Linked DNA regions of Oryctolagus cuniculus: region 1 is linked to region 2. A link is a contact called in public Micro-C data. All regions are on one chromosome and are shown on one strand. Each heading gives the region's core, a stretch centred on a gene start, on an enhancer-like site or on the middle of the called end of the contact. The rest is flanking DNA. Distances are from core to core; before and after follow the strand shown.

Region 1 (4,627 bases), core at 921-3,420, 360 kb after region 2:
TGTCTCTCTCTCTCACTGTCCACTCTGCCTGTCAAAAAAAAAAAAAAAAAGACAAAAAAATTCCTATCCCTGGACAGTTAAGTGGTTCCCTAACTCTCTGGAATAACAAATTTCCCTCCTCATTTTCACTTGAGCTACCTTCAAGGAGTTTCTTTTTTTTGTATTCAAAAATCTTCTGTAAAAGTAACCTATGCACCATGCACAATAAGTTAATTCTCCACCTATGGCGCCAGCATCCTATATGGGCGCTGGCTCAAGTCCTGGCTGCTCCTCTTCCAATCCAGCTCGCTGCTATGGCCTGGGATAGCAGTAGAAGATGGCTCAAGTCCTTGGGCCCCTGCACTCACGTGGGAGACCTGGAAGAAGCTCCTGGCTCCTGGCTTCGGATTGGCACAGCTCCGGCCGTTGCAGCCATCTGGGAGTGAACCAGCAGATGGAAAACCTCTCTCTCTGTCTCTCTCACTGTCTCTAACTCTACCTCTCAAATAAATAAATAAAATATTAAAAAAAAAGTAACCTAATAAGAGGTTACCATCCCTATTGACAGGGAGTGCCAACAAATGAATGAGAAAATGAGTAACGTAATAATAAATTGAGAAAAGAATGAAGTACAGTTTACTAACATAACAAACAGCAGGAAATACATTAAAAGATTTTTTACTAGTAATCAAAAACTACAAAGAAAATTAAAGCAAGAGGTTTTTTTTTTTTTTTTTCCCTGCCTATCAACTTGATAACTGCACAGTGTACTCACAATATCCAATGTTGGTGAGGGTACAATGAAAGAGGATTCTCAGGCACTGTAGAATGTAAACAGATATAATATTTTTTTGCAACTTAGCCATATAAATCTTAACTACAAATGTGCATTCCCTCTGACCCCACAATTCTACTTCTATGAATTCATCATAAGGAGGTAATCAGGAAAGTACACCAAATAATGTATAATCATCATTATGGTATTTTTATAATAGCAAAAATTTGGAAAGAATCTAATTGCTCACCAATAGTAAGGTAAATTATCTCATTTCCACACAATAGAACACTATACAACTACTGAAAATATAATAGACATTTCATAAATATTTCAGAAATATTTATGAAAACAAAATGGCTATAACTTTTTAATAGTATTAAAAATAGTTTAATATAATTTTATATGTAAAAGAACTGACAGATTTGTATGCAACACATAACCATAAATATGTTACATGACAATTTTTAAATGGGCATTTAGTCACTCATTCAACATTCTTTATTCCCTTCGCCAATATTTATTAAGCACTTCATACATGCTAGGAATGTGTACATCAAAAAGATGAACTATTAATTTAATCTGTTACTTTAAAAATGACAATAACCATTGTTGCAAATTTGAGGGGGGCAACCCCATATACTACAGTTGAGGACCTAACAGTAAAACTTTTCTAAAAGCCAATTTAGCTCTTTTCATGAAAAGCCTTAAAATTATACATTTCATTTGAACCTGTAATTCCATTTCCTAGAACTGACTCAAAAGAAAAGAATATGGATGTTAAACATATATAGGAAACAGTTCGTGAGTTATTTGGAAGGACCTAAATATCAAACAATAGGGATCTGGGTAAATATATGTTCAGAATGCAGAATACCAGGGCATCTTTGTTTGACCTGCAAAATGTTGAAGACAAGAAAGCGTTCAAACACATACATGCAAAGGTTTCTAAACAGTGTGATTCTACACTGCTGCGAACCTGACCACACCACCTGAGCCAGTTCTTGTACATGCAAAACTCTCATCCCGAAGGGATGCTTTCAGCTCCAATGTCACCTTAATCTAGGCACTCACCTCTTCTTTAAAAAGAGAATTACCAGTTGGTAGGTGTTATTGGCAGCTATGCTCAGAGCTGTCTCAAACTAGTTCATTTGGGGATTTGCCAGAAGATCCTTTCGAAAAGAAAATAGATAATTCAGAAGAAAAAGTCCTTTTATTCTCAGCGGCCTAATCTAATCTATCGGGTGTCTGCTTGGTTCTGAGGGCATGGAAAGACAGTAGTTCAAAGTCCGGAGGAGGAAAACAACAGTGATAAAAAATGAAGGGCTGCTGGTATCAGGGTCTTCGAAGAAGAGATTTAAGGAAGGCAGAGGATTCATAAGTGCAAAGCAAAGAACGCACACCAGCAAGATACTCGAGGAAGAGTATGGCTGACACACATAAACAGGCGTTATTCTGTGGCCTTTCCTGAAGCCTCGTTCTTCTCAGACACACACAGCTCAAATCTCTGAGGACGATGAACCTGAGACTCCAGGACGGGCTACGAGCTGCTGTTTAGCCACTGCCTGCACTCCGGGGCCTACGTTTCCCGCCAATCTCAGTTCCTCCTTCTCCCAGGGCCCCGCCCACGCAGGAGGGCGCGAGGAAGCGCTGGAAACCTATCGATAGCTCCGGAATAGACTGATCTACCCTGCGCTGCCGCCGTCAAAACCCCGCAGCCTTTTCTGTAGATCGCCGAGCGGTAGTTTCGGCTGCGTTCCTTACTCCGCACCTTCGCTAGGAGTCCTGCAGCCAGGCCGGCGACGGAACCATGGTGCGTTGGGTCCCGATCCTTCGAAGGTTTAGGGCAGAGGTCCCAGTGACTTGGGGATGGCGAACCAATTCTCCTGCCGTTCTTAGAGCGGCCCGAGGCCACGGGGCATGGGAACCCCAGTCTGCGGGAGGGCTCCGGCAGTGATTCAGCATCTCCGGCCTGGCCTGGCGAGCTGCGGTCGGTAGCCGGTGCAGCCTTTTCCTCACGGCGCATTTCGCTATTCTCAAGGCCTCGATGAAGTGGTCGAGTCCGCCTCTCGAGTTCCCTCACCGGAGTAGATTCCCAGAGGTCCAAAACGATCCCTCGTGCTCTGGACGATAGAGAGACGGGACTTGACTCGGAGGCGGCCTTGTACCGCCGGGGCGGTCTAGACCCAGGGTGTGTGTCCTTAGATCGCGTCCCTTTCCTTGGTGGGTCCGTCCGACTTATCAGCCCCCTAGGGCGCGATCAGAAAAGGTCTCTTTCACTTTGTCCAGTCACCTGATTGCAAATGAGTGAACTTATCCTGAAAGGGGAAATGATGGACTCAGGATTATAATGTAGTTCTGTGGGCTTCAAGTCCCACGCCAAAGAGTCCAGCGTTCAGTCCGCTCTCCCCTGTGATTGTTCTGCCAAGTAGTGAAAGGCCTTTTTGAAGATTGTCTAAAACAGTAGTGTATCGTAGTTATTCGTATCTAGCCCAAAGTAACAAAGAAAAATTTTATGTGTACAAAAGTGCAAGTACAGGGGAGGCTCAAAGATAATCAGACATATCCCTAACCTTAATTTTAAGATAGAAAAGGATGTGTACAGAGCTGTGGGACTTCGTGCTGTGAGGGTTTTGGGAGAAGAATTCAAGAGATAGACATTTGAGCTCATTTAAAGAAAAAGTTTGATGCATATAAACTTCAATAGTTGAACCCAAAGGGAGCGCTATGGAGAGTGGCTGGGTAGAAAGTTGGAAAGATGAGACCCATTTAGAGCTGTTCCTTCCTCCCCAGCTCATAGAAATTGTAGACTTGGCTTGCCACTGAGTATAGTAGTAATCTTCCAGTGAGTTTGCCTTAACAGTTACTTTAATGTGTAATGAAATCACACATTTCTTAATATTAAGAGGAGGGTTCTGACAATAATTTGATCTTTTTTTTTACTTTCAGTTTCGTAACCAGTATGACAATGATGTCACTGTTTGGAGTCCTCAGGTAAGATAATGTTTCATACTATTCCATTCAAGAGCTTTTTCATGGCTGCAATATGTTTAGAAGGTTGTGTGATTGTAGACTGTGAGAAAATGGGATATATTCATTTTAGACACTCCCATAACTTAAATTTATAATTCAATACATTTTCTGGTTTTAAAAAAAGTCATTTGAGATTTAACAGTGCTCTTGAGGTTTGAGGACTCTTAATTCTTAATTTGTGAAACTCTTCTAAGGTGACTCTAAGACATGTGTTTTTTTTCCCTTTAGGGCAGGATTCATCAAATTGAATATGCAATGGAAGCTGTTAAGCAAGGTTCAGCCACAGTTGGTCTGAAATCAAAAACCCATGCAGTGTTGGTTGCATTGAAGGTAAATAAAGCAATAAATATATCTTCCTTTAGAAAGCAAAATTATCAAATGAAAATTTCACTGTGTAGGCAGTAAAGTTTTAAACTTATTTTTATCTTTTATGATGTCTATTTAGAGGGCACAGTCAGAGCTTGCAGCTCATCAGAAAAAAATTCTCCATGTTGACAACCATATTGGTATTTCAATTGCGGGGCTTACTGCTGATGCTAGGCTGTTATGGTGAGTATGATTTTGAAAAACAAACATCTCTGATTCATAATATTTTTTAAAGATTTATTTTATTTATCTGAAAGAGTTACAGAGAGAGGTAGAGACAAAAAGAGAAGTCTTCCATCTGTTGGTTCACTAGTCAAATGGACACAACAGCCAGAGCTGAGCCAATCTGAAGCCAGGATCCAGGAGCTTCTCCCACATGGGTGTAGGGGCCCAAGGACCTGGGCCATTGTCTGCTGCTTTCCCAGGCCATAGCAGAGAGCTGGACTGGAAGTGGGGCAGCCAGAACTTGAACCA
Region 2 (4,805 bases), core at 1,670-4,169:
TTACCATCATCATCACCATGTGGCCAACTTCAGCAGATCAGGGCCATCATGCCTTCCATTCTATCTTGCCTCTGAATGTTGGGATAAACTCTTTCACATATAAATACAGTTTTAGGTACCTCTTAACACTCTATTCTCTTGCCACCAGGGTTTGTATTTTCTAACCAGCCCGTTTTGGGGATAGTTTAACTTACATAAGTTAATTTGTAAAGACTGAACTTTAAACAATGGGGTAGGGGATTCATTTTTATCAGTCAAAGGAGTTTCCTTAAATCCCACTCAGAGGTGCCACTGCTCTGCCAGCCCTACCTCAGTGACTGGCTCCTAAGAGCACTATGAAAACCTGAGCAAACCCAGTTCCTACACCCCAGTTTGTAATCCACATCATTTGGTAACCCAGGACTAGGTTGAGGAGCGCACTTTGGTAGCAAAATTCAAGAGGGCATCTAAAACCTCAGTAATCAAGATAATATTTCAATGCAACACATTAAAAGAAAAATTAAGCAAAAAGCCATGTGAACAAGATATTAAATTTTTAGTAAGGTAAGATCAGTATTTTTTTTTTCTTTTGTCTTAGGCTCAGTTCTGCTTGGCACTTCTGACTCTCACTTCCATTTTGATGAACTATACCATGAAGCATATAATGGAAAATGCACAGAGGAAAATTTGTGCTCGCTGCATCACTCTGAGCTGGGGGAGTCCCATGGGGCAAGCACCCAGGGCCCTGGCTAGGGCTGCAGCCATCCAAGAAGTGGCAGAAGCCCACAAGACACCCTCACCTGATGCTACCTCTCAGGATAAATACTAGAGGTAAGGGTTCCAAAGGCTGAAAAAGTACTGTCATTTGAGCATAACTGCACTGTTGCCTGTTGAATCCATGACCATACACACAGAAATGGCACATGCCTGTACAGGCTATTTACCTATTCCATCTTGCATACTGAAAATGGGGTTTCTGGCATGAAACAGTGAAATCCTTTACATCTGGTTCCTGCAAACATCCCTGTAGTTATAGAAGCCACAAATACATGTTATTGATCAGTTTCTACCACTGAAAGGGTAAATGCAAGGACAGGGACCACAAGCAACTATTTCCCTTTGCTGAGCACTATGAATATGAGGAATAGTTACTGGGAAAGCTGTGTTCTGAAGATGTCTAGTTATTCCTGAGAAACCCACCCCCACCCAAATATCCCCTAATGGACAAGGAAGCACATCTCAACAGTGCTGTTAGCCGGACAGGGGCTGAGGGAGGGGCAACTCTGAGCTTTCCTATGCTAATGTTGCCAAGGAAAGAACACCAAAGAAGGGAGGTCCTTTAAATTAATTAGATGACATTTTTGGAATGAAAATGAACCTTTTTTGAAAAGACAGAAAGTGGCCATTCCTGAATTGAGGGCCTGTATTGTATAACTGCTGTGGTCAGGCCAGATTCTGCAAACCTGATGATGTCAGAGAAGGCAAGGTTGACCTCACATGTCTGGCCGGTGATACTCCCCATTCCTGGGCATCAGCATCCTGGTCCCACATCTGCCATTATAACAGTAGAGACTAAGTTTAGCAATAACCTGTACTATTGTTTTTCCATTCTGATAGTAGTTTCTTGATTGATGTGAGAAATAAACATTGGGTTCATTTTCAAAGGTTTTAAATCTGAGAAGACAACAAACTGGCATAAGAGCTTGCAGACAAGTAACTAGCTAAAATCTGGGTTACATGCATCTGAAAGTTCTTAGGCAAACAGGATGTTAGTGGCCAAAACAGCTGAAACAAATGCAGGCAAGAGCATAACCCCACAGTTACTCAGCCAGTGAGGAACAGGGGGAGAGACCTGCGTGCTAGAAAATGAACAGCTTGCTATAAACCACCCCTGGGTGTGCTGGGCCACTAGGCACCCAGTCTTGTGAGATAATTAATAAAGTCTCACTTTGGTGAACTTCCTGTCTGAATCCATCCTTTGAGTGGACGGGTGAGGTTGTTTCTCACAATCGATTAATAAGAACTTTAAGGACTCTCTAAGGATAACAGATAAGGCATTTGTAATAAGCAGTCGGTAGCTATTCTGTAAGTGGAGACTCTATAAAATATACCCTGTAGGGGCTTTGTTGCTCTTATTTACCTCTCTATCTCAGTGCTTACGACACCTTCCTAACACCTGCCTAAGTGCTGTATTCATGAAAGCTAGGCTAATGAGGACCACAAAATTCCCACCAACGTTAAATCATAATTACAGGGCAGCTTTTAGAGAGTCCCAAGTTCTGTAGGTTCTGTGTTGATTAAAAACAGAACAGAAACTGAAATGATAAGAATAATATGAAATATTGGTTGTTTAATTCTAGGTAGTATAGGTAGAAAGCTTAAGTACTATCCCTGAGCAACTGCAGCGTACACAGACCTCTGTGACTACCAATCAGCAACCAGTTTGGCAGGACCAGAGAAGTGAAAACACAAGTTACCTGAGTTAATTGCATAACAATTGCTTACTCATGAAAATTCTTAAAGGATCAGCAACAAAAATGCCTCATAACATGAGGAAAGAAATAGATGAGTAAGTAAAGCAGAACAGGCGTGCACTCTCTAATGGAAGGAAATTCTGAAAATTATCAGGCTCAGCTAAAGCCCACAGAAGTTCAGTTTTCCTAGTCTTTAATAAGTAGACCTGACACTAGAAAGATTCCTTCAGAAAGGGCTGGCCATCCAAGGAGGCAGGCAGGATTCTTCCAGTGATTGCGTTCTCAACGCCCTGGTGCCAACCTTGAAGGTTGTCCTGCCAGCTTGGTTCCCCCTAAACCCCGCCAAATCCAAAGGGTCGGAAAGCAGTTGAGTGGGCAAAGCCATGCGGTAGCTGCCCTGGGGACCGCCCTACACTCAGGTAACCAATGGCCATGGAGCAAGGGCGGTACCTCAGGAAATTGGGCCAATGAGAACGTGGCAAGATTGAAGGGGTCGTCCCCGTCCCAGCCTGACAGAGGGGAACGCGGCCCCAACTCGGACCGATGCGGGAAACTTCGGGAGCTGAGGAGTGCGCGGCGGCGCTGGGCGGCGCGCTCTTCCTACTGCTCTTTGCACTGTGGGGACGCCAGCTGCTGAAGCGGAGGCGGCCGGTGGGCTTTCCCCCGGGGCCTCCGGGGCTACCGTTTATCGGCAACATCTACTCCCTGGCCGCCTCAGCCGACCTTCCCCATGTCTACATGAGAAAGCAGAGCCAAGTGTACGGCGAGGTACAGCCCCGACCGCCGGGCCGCGAGCAGGGAGGGCCGCCGTCCTGGCCTCCGGGCTGGCTTGGGTCTCCCTGTAGGTTGGACTGGAGGCCAGTTCCGGTTCGAGGAGCCGAGATTTCTGTGTGCTGGCAACTTCTGCTGAGGAAAACCCGCTCACTTCGCCCACCCCCTCCACCAATGGGCCGCCCCACTCCAGCCTGCGCTCTGAGGCGATCCGGGCCGGGGTTCCTCGCTTCGGAGGGGAGCGCGCGCTCGGCGCCCCGGAGCTCCCGGGCCTGCGCAGTGTGGTTCTCGGGTAGGCCGGGCGCAGGCTGCGGGCCTTGATCGCCCGCAGGTTAGAGTTCACTGCTTGGCTTGAGCAAAAAGTAGCGGCAGCCTGAATTCTGGGGCCTGGTTATAGTTAATGGTTATGGGAGGTTCTTCGAGGCTTGCTATTGACTAACAAGTGGTGTAAGCGTTTGCTGTGAGGATTCAAAGTAGAATGGAGTGAACGTCCCGCCAAGAAGCGGGCTGTGGTTAATAGGAAAAGCGTGCGTAGAACTAATGACGCAAAACAGCGCGGGAGCCCTGCAGCCCTGCGTGAGCGAGGTTCAGATTGGCCAGGAACGCCCTTAGAGCATGTACTTATAAGGTGCCACCTGTGTGCTGCTCTCTCGAACAACTTGTTGACTCATTTAAATCTCACAGCCACCTGGTGAGGTAGGTGTTTCAAGTTTTCCCCATTTTCACATAGAAAAACTGAATGACACCCCCCACCCCGAAAAAGACAGGAACACAGTGCTTGTGTTTGGAAGGGTGCCCTTATCTCAAAAGGCCGAAGTGTCCAGAAGGGAGTTAACAGTCCAGAGGGAGAGAGAAAACGAATTCCAGCGATAAACTGTGGTTAAAGGCTGTATGGCAATTATATTTCAGGTTAGTGCTTAAATCCTTACTTAAATCAATTTGTCTAAGAATTATTTCAGGCTTCTGCAGCTCAATAGTGGTTGGCATTGCTAAAGGGAACCTGGACATCGATCAAGAAAATATATATAATTCTTAAGTTTTATCTACCCTCCCCCATTCTCCAGAGTTTATTTCCATGATTTCTGTTTAATATATTTGATCTCTTTGATATGTTTGTCACAAAGCAGCATGATATTATGGAGAAATCACAAGATGTGGAAACATAACAAATCAAAGAGATCAAATATATTAAACCAGGTTCCCTTTAGTAATGCAAATCACTGTTGAACTGTAGAAACCTGAAATAATTCTTAGAAAAATTGAAACTATTTACACATTGAAGAGTAGCCAGTGTTTGCCTGACTCTACCTTACAGTTAAATTTGATAACCAGCAAACATTAACTTTTTTTAAAGATTTATTTAGGGGCCAGCACTGTGGTATAGTGGATAAGGCCAACACCTGCAGTGCCACCATCCCAAATGGGCATCAGTTCAAGTCCTGGCTGCTCTACTTCAGATCCAGCTTCCTGCTAAAGCACCTGGGAAAGCAGAAGATGGTCCATGTGCTTGGGCCTCTGCCACCCACGTGGAGCTTCATCTGGGTCTTCCACATGGGTGGCAGGGGCCCAGCACGTGCACCA

Evidence for each region. A called contact is a pair of places that touch in the nucleus more often than the background predicts.
Region 1: a contact with region 2 is called in a Micro-C map of ear pinna, with 4 times the contacts expected there. The contact joins the promoter of PSMA1 here to the promoter of CYP2R1 in region 2. A contact is called at or near these places in 2 of 6 Hi-C or Micro-C datasets (ear pinna and an unstated tissue).

What each region holds. Positions count from the first base shown.
Region 1 is chr1:51,702,068-51,706,694 of mOryCun1.1, forward strand. It overlaps PSMA1 (proteasome 20S subunit alpha 1), which reads left to right and starts at 2,171. Exons shown (of 10, transcript XM_002708826.5): 1 at 2,171-2,567; 2 at 3,704-3,748; 3 at 4,016-4,117; 4 at 4,233-4,336. The coding sequence starts at 2,565. It overlaps LOC127492353 (a long non-coding RNA gene), which reads right to left and starts at 2,414. Exons shown (of 3, transcript XR_011388330.1): 1 at 2,277-2,414; 2 at 1,829-1,926; 3 at 721-800.
Region 2 is chr1:51,341,585-51,346,389 of mOryCun1.1, forward strand. It overlaps CYP2R1 (cytochrome P450 family 2 subfamily R member 1), which reads left to right and starts at 2,920. Exons shown (of 5, transcript XM_002708828.5): 1 at 2,920-3,221. The coding sequence starts at 2,997.